Regions from separate parts of the Gossypium hirsutum genome. Here all the other regions are linked to region 1. The links are chromatin contacts, called in public Hi-C maps. All regions are on one chromosome and are shown on one strand. Each heading gives the region's core, a stretch centred on a gene start, on an enhancer-like site or on the middle of the called end of the contact. The rest is flanking DNA. Distances are from core to core; before and after follow the strand shown.

The links. Hi-C and Micro-C count contacts between places; a contact is called where the count stands out from the background.
Region 2: a Hi-C map of leaf shows a contact between it and region 1, with 1.8 times the contacts expected there. The contact joins the promoter of LOC107898672 here to the promoter of LOC107898609 in region 1. A contact is called at or near these places in 9 of 34 Hi-C or Micro-C datasets (callus, hypocotyl, leaf and 2 more).
Region 3: a contact with region 1 is called in a Hi-C map of leaf, with 2.5 times the contacts expected there. The contact joins the promoter of LOC107898655 here to the promoter of LOC107898609 in region 1. A contact is called at or near these places in 2 of 34 Hi-C or Micro-C datasets (both in leaf).

What each region holds. Positions count from the first base shown.
Region 1 is chrA11:55,574,804-55,579,767 of Gossypium_hirsutum_v2.1, reverse strand. LOC107898609 (protein PHOTOSYSTEM I ASSEMBLY 2, chloroplastic) reads right to left here and starts at 2,151. Exons shown (of 6, transcript XM_016824112.2): 1 at 1,499-2,151; 2 at 1,269-1,387; 3 at 507-607; 4 at 147-312. The coding sequence starts at 1,344.
Region 2 is chrA11:55,073,249-55,078,212 of Gossypium_hirsutum_v2.1, reverse strand. LOC107898672 reads right to left here and starts at 2,475. Exons shown (of 23, transcript XM_041081984.1): 1 at 2,330-2,475; 2 at 1,691-1,773; 3 at 983-1,492; 4 at 352-449; 5 at 187-258; 6 at 1-91. The coding sequence starts at 1,738.
Region 3 is chrA11:55,135,449-55,140,412 of Gossypium_hirsutum_v2.1, reverse strand. It overlaps LOC107898655 (mitochondrial uncoupling protein 5), which reads left to right and starts at 2,959. Exons shown (of 1, transcript XM_016824172.2): 1 at 2,959-4,708. The coding sequence starts at 3,600. The coding sequence ends at 4,565. It overlaps TRNAS-GCU (transfer RNA serine (anticodon GCU)), which reads left to right and starts at 838; the gene lies at 838-919.

The DNA.
Region 1 (4,964 bases), core at 902-3,401:
GAAACAAGAGTTCGTATGTCTTTCGCCAATGTCAGAAAGCAGGGTAAAGGACAATCTCAAAAAAGATTATAAGATGCATACAAGGGTGGTTCACTTGGTTAGACAACAACGTATCATACAAAAGAAATTGCAAAAGTGTCACTCACAAAGTACAGCACCACTCCCTGAACAATTCCGGCATACAGCCCTTTCATTCCCATCCATAGCCATTGCTGATACTGCAGAAGCAGAGCTGCTAGAACTACTGATTAAAGCCAGGCTTGAACATAAGCATGTAAGACACATACGCCGCGATGTTGGCAACTCACCTGCCTGCAGAAAAATTTGGAACCTATCAACACTATAAACAAGGTAGCAAATAATGAAGATTCTACCCAATTAGTGCAAATCAGACATGTAAAATGGCTTTAGACTTTTTGGTTTCTGAAACAACTAAAAGATGCTGTGTGAGTAGTGAATTTGAAGAGTACTAACAAAATAGATGTTGGAAAACAAATAAGTGAAACCTTCTTCTTAGCAGGTTCTAATGAATCATTTGAAACTCCAGCAGTACAGCTCTCATTCTCCAAACTAGATCTTATCTGAGCTGAAACCAACCTTGAGCTTGCTGTCGTTAAAGCAATGAAAGGCAGGGTTTAAAACACTTGTATAGTTAAAGAAAATCCATAAAAACAAAAATACATGCATTGGCAGCAAAAGGTGCGACACCTCAAGATAAATTCAATATGTTTCTTTCCAAATAAATTGATCCAGGAATTCAACATAGAATTCATATTATGAAGTTACTTTGACTTCTAATCTGATTTTCAGTTGCTAAAATGGAGCCATCCTTTACATCCGCACTCAAAGCATTTAACAGCACCCAATTCACTGGAAAAGAAAAATCATCTCTACAACAAACTTTCCATAAATTCTTTAGAGAAAAGATTAATTACAATCAATATTCTAATCCTTGAGCATCTTACACAACTTGCTACTCAGCTAATTCATATAAACAATGTACCAACTGTTAATCTTTTTAAAAGTTAACAGAAAGGGATAAGATATCTTTAAGGAACTGACCCAAAATGGAAATAATTTTAATAACTATCTAAAGTTTCAGAATTTGGATAAAAAGGTTTAGCTGAATGCACAAAAAGAAAACCCCATTAACATAATATTATATGTGAAAACTTCCACTGAAAGGAAATGAAAAATTAAAAACAAGGCGTAGATCTATTTCACAAATATACATAACTAAATATATAGAAAGGAAAGAAAGAACGTACAGTGAGGCGGGGAAGGTTTTAGAGTGAAAGAAGGAAGGTGTGGAATTGAAGAAAGATTGGGAGAAGAGTAAGCCATAACTAGACTCTTCTCTTTACTTCTTTCTGTGTAAATTTTAGCACTGAAAAAGAAAAAGAAGAAAAGGTTAAAGAGTCCCCACAATTAAAACCGGCTGCACGTACATGTTTTCAGAGAAAATAATTGACTCGTTAACTGGAGTACGAACGTGCACCTTGATCAAGACCGTCAGATCAGGTTCACCTTTTCACCATCAGATCAGATTGGGAGAAAATATATCTAAATTTAAACAGTAATAGATCTAAAATATGGACTGAATTTTAACTTGATTATTATTAGTATTATTGCTACATAAATTTGAATATATCTAAGACCGTCAGATCAGGTTCACCTTTACTCCCTCAGATCAGATTGGGAGAAAATATATCTAAATTTAAATAATAATAAATCTAAAATATCCATTAAATTTTAACTCAATTATTATTGGTATTGTTGCTACATAAATTTGAATATATTAAAATATATTTTATTTTTTTATTTAAAAGTTAAAAAAAAAAACAACCAAAGAAAAGCTATAAACATTTAAAACAACCTCAATATTTACCGAAGCTTATTACAACTATATTTTTATAAATAAATTTTAATCATGTAAAATGATATCAAACCTCAAATATTTAAATTGTTTGTGGTTATAAATAAAAGTCAACTTGAATTGTCAATGATATTTTAAAATTTTGAACATTAAATATTTAAAATTAACATATTACAGAATATGATTAATGAATTCAAAATATACCTAAATTTTATTTTGAGCTAAAAATTATTTTACCAAAATTTTAAAACACCCAAATGAATAAAAAATGAATTAGAGAAGGGTATACATATTATTATTTTAAACAACAACAATAATAATGATAAATGGTGTGGTCCCAAAAATGAGTGGGGAAATGAGGTTGTACATGTGAGTGTTCCTAGCTATCCAATGAAGAAAGGGGTAGCTGACTTCTCCTCCTGTACGTAAAGCTGATTGTTTAATGAGGGAAAATCATGCCCAAATCCCTACCCTTGGATGGGGATATGTAATTTCGAATGGTATGGCCTCACGTTCGGTGAAATTAAATTTTAAGGAGTTATCATAATTGGTGATATTGTAATAATTAGCTTAAAATTAACAGCATTTGGATTTAAGTTTAGAAAATAATTTTTAAGTACATTAAATTAGAATATATGATAAATTATTTAAGGATATATTTATATTAAATAATCATACATATTAAATGCATAAAATAATTTCAATTTTCTTTGATTTTTTTTTTACTACAACAAGCCTGGAATTGTTGTTGCTTTTAGAAGCTGAGCTTGTGTTCCTTGAAGCAACTGATCATGCCATGCTGGAGCTACCCATGTATTCAAATCTTTGTTGCAAATAGAAAAAAGGTTAAAAGTTCAGCAGATACATAGTTTAAGTGAAACGAAAGAAAGGAAGATTGGATTGAGAGGCTTTGATTGAATTGGATTTTCATTTTTTTTTTCTGGAGAATTATCTGATATTCACTATCTGAAACTCAATGTTTCCTCCCACTAAGCTTCTGCCACCTCTGCATCATATCCATTTCTTTGGATAATGTGATTCAAATGCATCTTTTAAGTGATTACATCACCCAAAAATAAATAGGGTAAATTCCACCTAAGGTTACTAAATTATTAGGAACTTTATATTTTAGTCAGTCAACTTCAAAAAGTTACAAAATGGTCATTGGACTATTCAAAACTTTTCATTTAAGTCACTAGGATGTTAAAATCAATGTTGTATGGTCTTTTCTATTCGCACCGCATGTACCAATAGAAAGCTATCCTTCCTTTCCTATTCTACAATTCAATTTTTTTTTCATGGAACAATTTTGAACACCATGAATATGTAAACAAAAATTTAAATAGTTTTCTTCTTCGATTTTCAACACTGACTGATAGATTGACTTGAATCTAAATAATATTCTTCTACTTGTTAACGGATTCTGATCCAATGTACTGGTTATCAAATCGTAGCTTGAAGCTCACAAAGTCAGACTTTAAAAAAATTAATAACTCAATGACTTGAATGAAAACTTTCGAATAGTTCACTGATAATTTTGTAACTTTTTTAAAATTGATTAATCAAAATATAAACTTACTAATAGTTTCATGACCATGAAAATAGTGTACCTAAAAAAATAATATTATTGCATAGTAGATTATGGCATACCATGATGCAAGTGAAAAAATATTTATGAAAAAAATTATATAAAAATTAAGTCAACTTTACTTGATAAAAAAACATGATAACAATTCACTTGGTTAAAAAAAATTATTCTAATCATTATTTAATTAATTTAATATCCAATTATATTGTAATATTAACTTGATCAATAATTTAATATATAATATAAATAACACAAAATTATATAAATATAACCTATTTTAAGCATGAAAAAAAATATAAACATAAATATTACAAATACAATAATCATCCTATTTAATTCCCGCCCATCTTTGCAATCTACGGGTAGAAAAAATTATATCTTTGAAAAGTCTAATTAATTATAAGAAGTTAGTCAATTGAATGTTAACTTGATTGTCATGAGTATTGTTGTCAATGCAAGAGAACATTTCTATATTATTGTCGGTAAATAATTTCAATGCCTTTCCAAGGGAGATTGCAAAGGGTGGAGGGGTTGAATTAACAAATAAAAAAAATATATTTTAATTTCCTTAAGTTATAAATTTATATATAATAAAATTATACTTTATTTCTTTAAATAAAGTAATTATTTAAATTTTTTAAAAAAAATATCATAAATTAATATTTTAATCTCTATGATAGAATTTCGATCCCTTTTAAATTTTTTTTCTAAATTCGGCATTGTTCTTACAGGTTTTGTGAAAAGCATGACTTCACAAGCATTTAGAAAAAGAATATAAGATATTGCCCTAAATTCAAACTCCTGGACTTGTTTGATTTTTACGAAAACAAGCCTTGATTGTTATTGACTGAAGGGGTAGTGTCATTCACAAGAGCTAGAGCAGACAAATTTATAAATATTTTTAAGGTTGAAATTTAATTATAAATTTTAAGAGATAAAAATATAATGAATTTATAATTTTATTGTTTTTAAAATAAAAAATTTTAATTTAAAGATTCAAATGCAAATATACCATATATAAATATATAATGTCATTATTTACATGGGATTAAATTGATAATTTTTAATTTTATTAAAGGATCAAAGTGAAATTTTATTACCTGTCACTCAAGTATTGGTTAACCATTATAACCTACCATATTTTGTTGACGTATTTTGATAAAAACAATTTGGAGCTTTTATTTTTTTATCTTTGAATCGTTGACATATTCTAATAAAAATTATTGGGTAACCATTACAGCCCGTTAATTTATCGTAAAACCAAATTAATACAAATATTAAATTTTGGAATTAGAATTTTTTAGGGATTCTAGTATTATTCCGCTTTTAATTAGGCTAAGAATTGATTTGGATGAGAATGAAAATTTTAGCATTATTGAGTATATTTCTGGGTTTTTCTTTCGAAAAATTAAATTAATACAATTTTCTAGAGTTTATATATGTGTATATATTTTCTTGCAAATTTCTAAAGTTTAACTAATTTTTTTAATTATAATATTT
Region 2 (4,964 bases), core at 1,226-3,725, 500 kb after region 1:
AGCCTCTTCTGTGCAACCTTTGGCCCATGAATTTAAGCATAAACGTACACAAGCATCATAAGACAGCACTGCACACCATGGACCAAGCCCACTGAAACATTTTAATCAATGCAGTCAGTTGTCTAAACTTATGAAGGCAAAATGCTAAACCAAAGAAACCCATGCCTAGCTTAGCTATTAACTAACCTTGCATGAAATATAGGGCGACGTGTGGGCATATTATTAGTGGATTCGTTGGTTCCTCCATGTTCCACAGTCCTGTAATACATAATTGTTCAATTGAAGTGCACTGCAGACATTTTTCTCGGAAAACATCAAGGGAACTATGCATAGAGATGCAGAAACACAAACCTCACTGATTGGTCGAGAATCTCATCCCCGCTGTTATCTTGAATAATGGTATCATAGTGAAAAGGCTTCACCTTTTGCATTCCTCCAGTATGAAAAACCTACATGGATGTAGATAGCTGAGTACTACACAGAGTATAATGTTTTAGACTAACAATAAATTTAAGTTGACCATCAAAGCGGTCTTCACATTTCAATCTTATAATTTCATATTACAATCAAGTTAAAGAATACCCCCAAATGAAGCCATTTCAACATCTCCAGTCCCATTCCCATAACCGGTCAAACCATTAGAAAGTTAAAAAGGAAACATTTTAGGATGTGAAACCCTGGTAGCTCACCAATTGACAATGGAGATATCACCCAATGTACTTTGCACATAAAAAAAGGTACCATCTTAAATTTGTATAAGCATGACCAAAAAGTGTTGCCAAGTGCCCAGGTTTCTACTTTAATGCTTAAGGGGGCACAATCAAAGCAACTTAATAAAATAATAACAAATTACCAAAGGAAATAACATTAAAGGAGAAAGTGCTTGAGTAAAAGCAAAATTCTTAGCGAGGTAAGTAAAGGTTTTGTATCCAGAAGTTCACTTAAAGATGCAAAACTATTTAGATACTATTTCAATGCCTACCCTAGAAGTAACTGTAGAAGAATAACTATCTGAATTATATGCTTCCCCAGGAGGTGCACCACCATTGTTGCTTCTATACTGCATATACGAAACTTCAGTGCTACAGGCAGAATCTGAAAATTGCTTATCTACAGTGTCCGCCTTCCCACCACAGACCTGAGCTGGTCTCTGAGCACCATTTCCTAGTTTCAGCTGAGGTCCATAATGACCATGAGCCTCTGATTTCTGCATCGAAGCAGCTGCAACATTATGCACCTTATCATCTTGTGGAGATGAAATGAACGAGTACTGCCCGTCATGGGCATGCTCTTCAGAATCAGATGAGATGTCCATGTCTGATTCTGAACCATCATCATTGCCACTAACAGGTATTATATTCTGGGATAAATGTCCATTACGAAATTTTGCAGAAGGAGGTAATCCAGCATTTCTTAAACTGGTAATAGGGTCAAGTGCTTGTTTTACTGCCATGGTCACACCGAAAAAATCTCTGTTCTTGGCAGCACCTCCCTAATACAAGTTTAAAACAATAAGATCAGACTCGACCAACACCTCAGACTACACTATATACGTAAAAACTACTTCAAACATTACCTTCACGAATCAATGAAATATCTATATATTTAAATAAACAAATGTTTGCAGCAAATACCTATACAAATGCATAAATGTATGAAATTATAGGGATAAACAACTGAAATGACTCACCGCACGAACCCATCTGAACGCATCCTTGTCAAGGCCTTGGGTGAACATTGTAAAGTTCTTCCACTTGACCTAAAATCCAACCCCTAAGAGAGAGTTTAACACCCAAATTAACACAAGCAAAAGAGCAACACTAGCAAACTAAATAATTAATAAAAGAAACTGGGGAATTCTGATCATGTTTCTTTCCTTGTCTGTCTTTCTAATCAAGCAGTGTGAAAAAAAAATAAAGTCCAAAACTTTACCAAAAAAAGTCAAAATATAGCAAAACCAAATCATTAATATGATCGATTGTTTTCTAGATGAATGGAAAAGAAAATCTATATGAAAAAGATGGAAAAGTACAAGTTTCCAGCACCGACATTCTTTTATTTTATTATTTTCCTTAAAAGGATTCCGAGAAACCAAACAGAGAAAATAAAGATGATGAGAATTCAATTCAACTTCACATGCCAAGCACTGATCAGAGTAGTAACAAAGAAACCAATTACTGAAATCTCATTAGCTTCAATGATCAAACCAGCAAAAGGATATCACTAAAACTCAATAAAATCCCTCCGCCGCCCAAAGGGGAAGAAAAAAACCTTGACTTTTGATCAAGTTTAGTAATGAAGAGAAAGTAGAGATGGAAAAACTACTCACACAAAGTGATTGTGAAAAGAGAGTGAGAATTGGAGTGACAGTGAGAGTAAAACACAAAATGGGTCTAGTTCAACAGTTCAAGCAAAATTCTTCTTAGCTTTATAAAAAATCATTTATTATATTTTTCCTTTTATGTCATCAATTAATAAGAAGAATAAATGGTTGAAGATGGAAGCGAAATTTAGGAGAGAATAAACGAACATTAAGACGGAAACATAGAACTAACGGAGAGTCGTAAAGTTAACGGGAAGCTGACGTGGCAAGTGAACGCGCGCCTCTTTATAACGGCTGGATATATTTTAATAGTTTCTTTTTCGAGCTTGGTTTGGTTGCACACAGAGGCCAAGATGGGTTACTTTAGGGCAGAGGGGACCCACGCGCATCTCAAATGGTGCTTTCAGTCCAAACTGCGGGTGTGCTGTAAATCCCCCCTGCCCAGCTATTATTTATTCCCCCACCCCACCCTGATTTTCCGCGCTTATTTAAGACTTAATCACGAAGGTATATAAATAAAGGGTAAACTTCTTAGAAACCTAAAACTTTCATTTTGATCACTCAAAGTATTAAAACTCCAAAGGTGGTTTAATGTACACATTATATCATGTTTACATTTCTATTTTAGTGAAAAAGTAATAAAAACTAAAATAATACATAAAAACTGTCAAATTATATTTGTTTATCGATTGCTGAAATTCTAAATTTTATTTTAATATTGAAATTTTAAGTTTCAAAATATCAAAAGAAATTGAATAAATTATTGATTTTTTTTGTTCATAGAAGAATGTCAACCAATTTGGTATTATAATATTAAAATTAATTAATTTAATCTTCTTTTAAATTTTAAAATTTTATTTTTTAAATTTTTAAATTTTATTTTTTGTTCTAAATTATTCTTAATGAAATAATTCATATTTAATAATTGTCTACAAAACTTAAAAAAAATTTGATTATATAGTCTCGAATCTTTCATACTAAGCTAAAAGTAAAGGAACAAATATTTGCAATTAATTAAATTAATTGTTTCTTCTTCATGTGAGTAAAGAAGTGATGAAGAAAGTATGAGTTTTATTTGGAATGGAAGATAAAATTTATTAATTTAATTAATTATAAGGATTTTTCTTTATTTTTAGCTTAGTATGAAAGATTCAATATCATATAATCAAAATAAAATTGGGTTTCACATACAACTATTAAAGTCAATAATTTTCATTGATGTTTTTTTAACATAATTTCAAAACATCAAAATAAATTAAATAAAATTGTTAAATTTTTTATCAATTGATAATGTCAACCGATTTACTACTATAATTTTGAATCTTAATATTTAAAAATTTATATTTCAAAAACCAAATTTAGCATTTTCGATAATAGGATAAACAAGTACAATTTGACAATTTTTGTGTATTATTTTAGTTCCTACCGCTTTTCACTTTAATCCTTATTTTTTTTATTCCAATCAATAATTAAAAATATACTTTTTGGGGTCATTAAAATGAAAATAATCTAAAATTTAGGTGACTAAAAAGAAAATGCAAACATGATGCGGCTTATATAGTTAACTGTTGCTAGAGATTTAACACTTGAGTGACTACAATGAAAGCGCCCTAAAAATTGAGTAACCAATTTGCAAAAAATTTATTTTGAATGACAAAAATAAAAGTATCCTAAAAATTGGGTGACCAACTAGGTAATTTACCTATAATTAAATTACTAAAAAGTAATGAAACGTATAGAAAAGCGAATAAAAAATTTAAAGTAAGACATTAAGTTTTGTACTCTTTGTTTATTACAAATTTGGTCCCTACTTTTATTTAAAAATGTAAATACTATTAAAAGTATTTTATTAAATTTAAGTTTATCAGTTTAACGACTGTTGGGAATTTTAGTCTAAACAAAGATCTATCCCTTGATATTTATTTATTGTTTTACTTTAATAGCTGAACTACCATTTTATTTGAAATTATTGACGTATAATAAAAATATATTACATTTTATGTTTTTATTAATACATTTTATTTTTTAAATAAATTAAAAACAAAAAAAGAAATAAAATAGATATTAGAAGAAGGTATAATTTAAAACCGCGAATTATAAAACTGGAAACTTCTTAAGTAATAAAATTTTAGCTAATTAGTGGGCATAAAATGTTAAGTAGGGATCACAATTCGACCGCCTTAAACAACAAATTGTTCCGAGTATGGGCACCTTTTATTCTATTTTTTTTTAAAATTTTATGTTATTTATTTAATATATATCTAAAATAACTAAATAATATTTTATTATTTTTAGATAAAACTATTATATTATGATTTTAGTAACGTAAATACCACAGCCACCGCCTATCCAATTATACAATAAAAAATTGTTTATGACCATACAGTATAACTAATGAGGTGTTTCTCGTATAATGACTAGTTAAATAATAAAATTTTAAAAAATTAAAGACTTTGCCCACATCCTTGAATTCACCCCAATCAGTACAACAAGAATATTACAATGAGAATTTAAAATTAAAATATAATATTTAATCAGGCAAACTATGAAATATGATAAAATAAAAAATAATTAAAACATTTTTCAAAAAAAAATGTAGACAATATAAACATCTTATGTGTAAAACTTTATAATATTTAGA
Region 3 (4,964 bases), core at 1,710-4,209, 440 kb after region 1:
TATAACACTATGATCCTTCAACAATCTCTTCCCCTTCTGATGAACACATCTAGCACTATGATACAAGTTACTTAACAAAAATGATTGTTTAATTAAAAATCTATTTTTATATGAAAATATTTCACCCCGAATAACCTATTTTTGTGTAAAATTTAAACACAATTGCTTTAATACATACTTTCTTGACCACTTCAATAGAGATTGATAATAAGGTCATTTCCTCCTCCGTAACCCATTTGAATTTAGTGGCTATTGGTAACCAATTTTGAGTTATCAACACGTAAAGTTATGCTGGTTTTACATATATGCTATTCATGTTTATTTATTTTCTGAATTCACAAGTTAAATTTAACTATTTATATTTAATTTGAGTGACAAAAGAATGATCGAATATAAATCTTTAATTTAAAATCAAATTTGATGTTATTTTATTAAATAAACAAATCTAACTTAGTTTTTATCTAAAATCTATTTCAAAATTTTTATTACTTAAAATTTGGATCAAGTCGATTACGTTTGCAACCTAGGAAGAGCTATGACGGTCACATAATCTATTTTATTTGTCTATCTTGAATGACAATGAAAATATCACAATCGACATTTCGTTTTAAAATAAACGTGTCACATTAAACTAATTTACTAGCTGAAGTGTCAAACTGTACACAATCCCTTTATTGGTAGCTAATATTATTGTATTACAATTAAATACTTGACTTCATCTTAGTTTTCTTTGGCTAAATAAGTAATTTTACTTCCCGGATGCATCTGTTTAATTTTCACGCTATTTCATTTCATTGTTAAGCTTTAAAATTTTTATTTATATTTGTTATCTTGTTCGTCGCTTTGGCCGAGTGGTTAAGGCGTGTGCCTGCTAAGTACATGGGGTTTCCCCGCGAGAGTTCGAATCTCTCAGGCGACGTTTTAAAGTTTTGTCGAATTCCAGTGAGGCCAAACTTTTAGCACCCAAAGACAAGATGACATGATCCCACAACTTGGTCATGCCTGACCGGCTGACCCCGTATCCGTCAACGTTTAATTACATATGTACACGTGGATGGCCTTTATACCATCTGAAAAGCCCCCATAATTACTCAACTTTACCAGTTCCAACTTTGAAATGGGAATGCAATGACCCCACTCAGTCGAGGGTGGTTATAGCACATTCATTTGGAGCCTCCCACTAGACAAACTTTCAATAAAGCAATTCTTTTAAAAACTTAATTTAACTCCAGGGGACTCCTCCTTCAAACAAACAAGTGTTATTATATATTGATAATGTTGGATTCAGTTGAGTGTTTAATTTATAAAAATGTTTGATTAATGTTTAAAAAGATTTAATTGGTATAAATATTATCATTAATGTAGGAAAATGTAAGTTCGAGTGAGTTAAAATATATTATTTTTTTATTTATGGATTAAAAATGAGTTATGAATAATTTTAATCATTATGTCAAAAAAATATATAATCAGAAGTTATTATAAAATTATTAAAAAAATTATTAGATATAATTTTATGCACTGTAAATAAATTAAATAATCATATATTATTAAAAATTTTAATTTAAGTTGATTGACTTTAAATTATATACCGTGTAATACATCAAAGATTAAAATTAATTTGAAGAGAAGAGGGTGACCGCTAATCACTTGTGAAAAGTCAGCCTGCAAAAAGTCAGGCACATCGAAGGACAACCATCAAATAGAGATGGCCTATGCCTCTGATTGGCAATTACCCATCCCCTTATCACAGCTCGACACGTCAAAATGTCTAATGACTTCGGCCCTCCGTTATAATATTAGTTCCTTAAGGCTGTTGTGTTAAAAAAAAAAAACATCACCTTTGTAACGCAAAATGCGGGGCAAAAGCCAGGAATTACGATGGAGTTAAAAATGGTTATATTAACGAAGTTCTACCGTTTTAGTTGAATATTTAACTTTCGAAAGAGTCTAAATTGCAGCTATTTTATTCGAAAGGGATTAAATTGAAATATTTAGCTGCCACTTTCACAAATATCTCAACCAATAAATAAATAAGTTGACAATTAATTGGTAATTAAAAACCTATCGGTCGATTTCACCAAAAAAAAAACCTATCAGTCAGTCGACGATTAAACGACTTTTTGAACTAAAAAATTTGGTTTATTAATTAGTTGCTAAGCAATTAATTTTATTTGATAGTTTTCAAAATAATCAGTTAAAAAGAATGAATCAAATTACTAGTTAGGAGTGAAACAACCATAGATGCACAGTTAATTTAAAGAGATTTTTAATAGAAAATTGAATAGAGTTTCGTAATTATACCAGACACCCCCTAAGTGGTCAAAGACCATGCATGAACGTATTTGCAGATGAAATTAATAAGAAACCAAATAAAGCCAAAAGTCATATAAGGAATAAAAAAACGTGAGACCGCCCAATCCATTTCACTCAACTCAAATTTCCAACTAATATTATAATTATTTTAAATATAATTATTATTTTTATATTTAAAATATTTTAAAATTTATTATTTTTCATTTATATTGTGTATATGGTATTTTTAAATATTTATATATATAAAATATTTCAATTAATTATTTCAAATATCATCATATTTATATATGAAATATTTTAAATATATATATAAAAATATATAAAATACTAAAATTTACTACACTCATGATATGGATTGAAAAATAAATATTACACATATAAAAATTATATTTATTAAGAATAATAATTTTTTATAATATTATTTGATTTTATAAAAAAAAGTTATTAATAAAAAATATGAATTAAAAATAAAAACTTTTAAAATAATATATTTAAAATATTAATTAAAAATAATAATAATAAAAAGCTTAAAACAACATTAAATGAAAAATAAAAATATATGTAAAAGAGGAATTTAGGACTTAAAAGACAAAACCATTGATACTCTCTCTTCAAAAGTAAAATATTTCTCTAAATTTTCAAAAAATCGAATTATTTAACTGATTAAATTTGTATTTAGCATACTAGGGTTAACCCTTAACTACATATAAAATGTATAACCTAAATTATTTTGAAATTGCCGACTTGCATCCACCTCCACCTGATAGGCCTGTGGCGGGCTCCAGCCTATGTTGAGGGATATTTTTGACTTTGATGAAACCCACAAAAAAAAGAAAGAGACCAGAGGCAAAAAAACGCGTATACAATAAGAGACGGCCCAAGAAGTGTCCCTCCAAGTTTCCCGCAACACCCGTATTTCCCATGTGCCTTAGCCGAACCACGTGACCGCCGCCGTCGCAGCTATAAATACGTTCCCCTGCCCACAAAGCAAATCACCCCATTCATTAGCTGATTTTTCTTGGTTAGCATATGTCTCAAAGGCCTAACGTTCCCCACTCTTCTTCAATAGCTTTTGGTCTCCATTCTCATCTCCTGGTTTCCAGTGAGATGAACCCTAATTCCAACTGGTCTTAATAGTTCCATCTCTTTCTTTTTCTTCTATTGATTTTTTGTTTAAACTTCTTTTATTTCCTTTTTGAAACAAAGTAATTGCCTTGTTGATTTGCAAGCAAATTTTGGTAAAGTTCTTAAGTATTTGAGTTTAGATCTTCTTTGAGAGTGCCGCTATGGGAGTGAAGAGTTTTGTTGAAGGAGGCATAGCCTCAATCGTGGCCGGGTGTTCGACCCACCCGCTTGATTTGATCAAAGTCCGAATGCAGCTCCAGGGTGAAAGCCATGTTCCCAATCCGGCTGTTCAAACACTCCGCCCTGCTTTAGCCTTTCAGACAACCACTACTACTACTTCCTCTGCTATCCACATGCCTCCTCCGCCGGCGCGTGTTGGACCTGTGGCCACCGGGATCAAGATCTTCCGGACCGAAGGCGTCGCTGCTCTTTTTTCTGGCGTCTCTGCTACCGTCCTCCGCCAGACCCTCTATTCCACCACCCGCATGGGACTCTACGACATCCTGAAACAGAAGTGGACTGATAAAGAGACCAAAACCATGCCTCTCTCGCGGAAAATCACCGCCGGGCTAATCGCCGGAGGGATCGGCGCTGCCGTTGGGAACCCAGCCGACGTGGCGATGGTGCGAATGCAAGCTGACGGACGCCTTCCCGTATCTCAACGTCGTAACTATACCAGCGTTGTCGACGCCATCACACGCATGACCAAACAAGAAGGCGTGACCTCCTTGTGGCGCGGCTCGTCGCTGACGGTGAATCGTGCGATGTTGGTGACGGCATCGCAGCTTGCCTCCTACGATCAGATCAAAGAGATGATTTTGGAAAACGGGCTGATGAAAGATGGGCTGGGGACACACGTGGCAGCGAGCTTTTCAGCCGGGTTTGTTGCGGCAGTGGCGTCCAATCCTGTTGATGTGATAAAAACAAGGGTGATGAACATGAAGGTGGAGGCAGGGCAAAAGCCGCCTTACGCCGGCGCTTTGGATTGTGCTATCAAGACGGTGAAGTCGGAAGGGCCGATGGCTTTGTATAAAGGGTTTATACCCACAATCTCGAGACAGGGACCATTTACGGTGGTGCTGTTTGTGACACTGGAACAGGTCCGGAAGTTGCTTAAGGACTTTTGAGGCATTGATAACAAAGACGATGACGAAAATGAATGTTTAAGTTACTTAATTGTTTTCCAGTTTTATGTTGTTCTACATGTTAAACGCGATGTGCGATTCTTGTTCTAATAATGATATCAATAGATGAGATATTTGCTCTAAAATTACTGTAGGTAAATTAGTCGCTGCAAATCCACCTCAATTTTGATTTGGGTTCATGATAGGGGTAATAATGCTATTGTTGTCCAACTCATTAATCACTGTTGCCTTTTCAGCAAACAAACATAAACGTCTTTATCAAAATTGAGGTGGATTTGCATCTTCTTTTGGGGTGCATGAGATATTTGGATGGCTGATTCCGATATTAGTCCCTGTATTTTCTAATTTTTAAAATTTCAGTCCTCATTGAAAGGATAAATG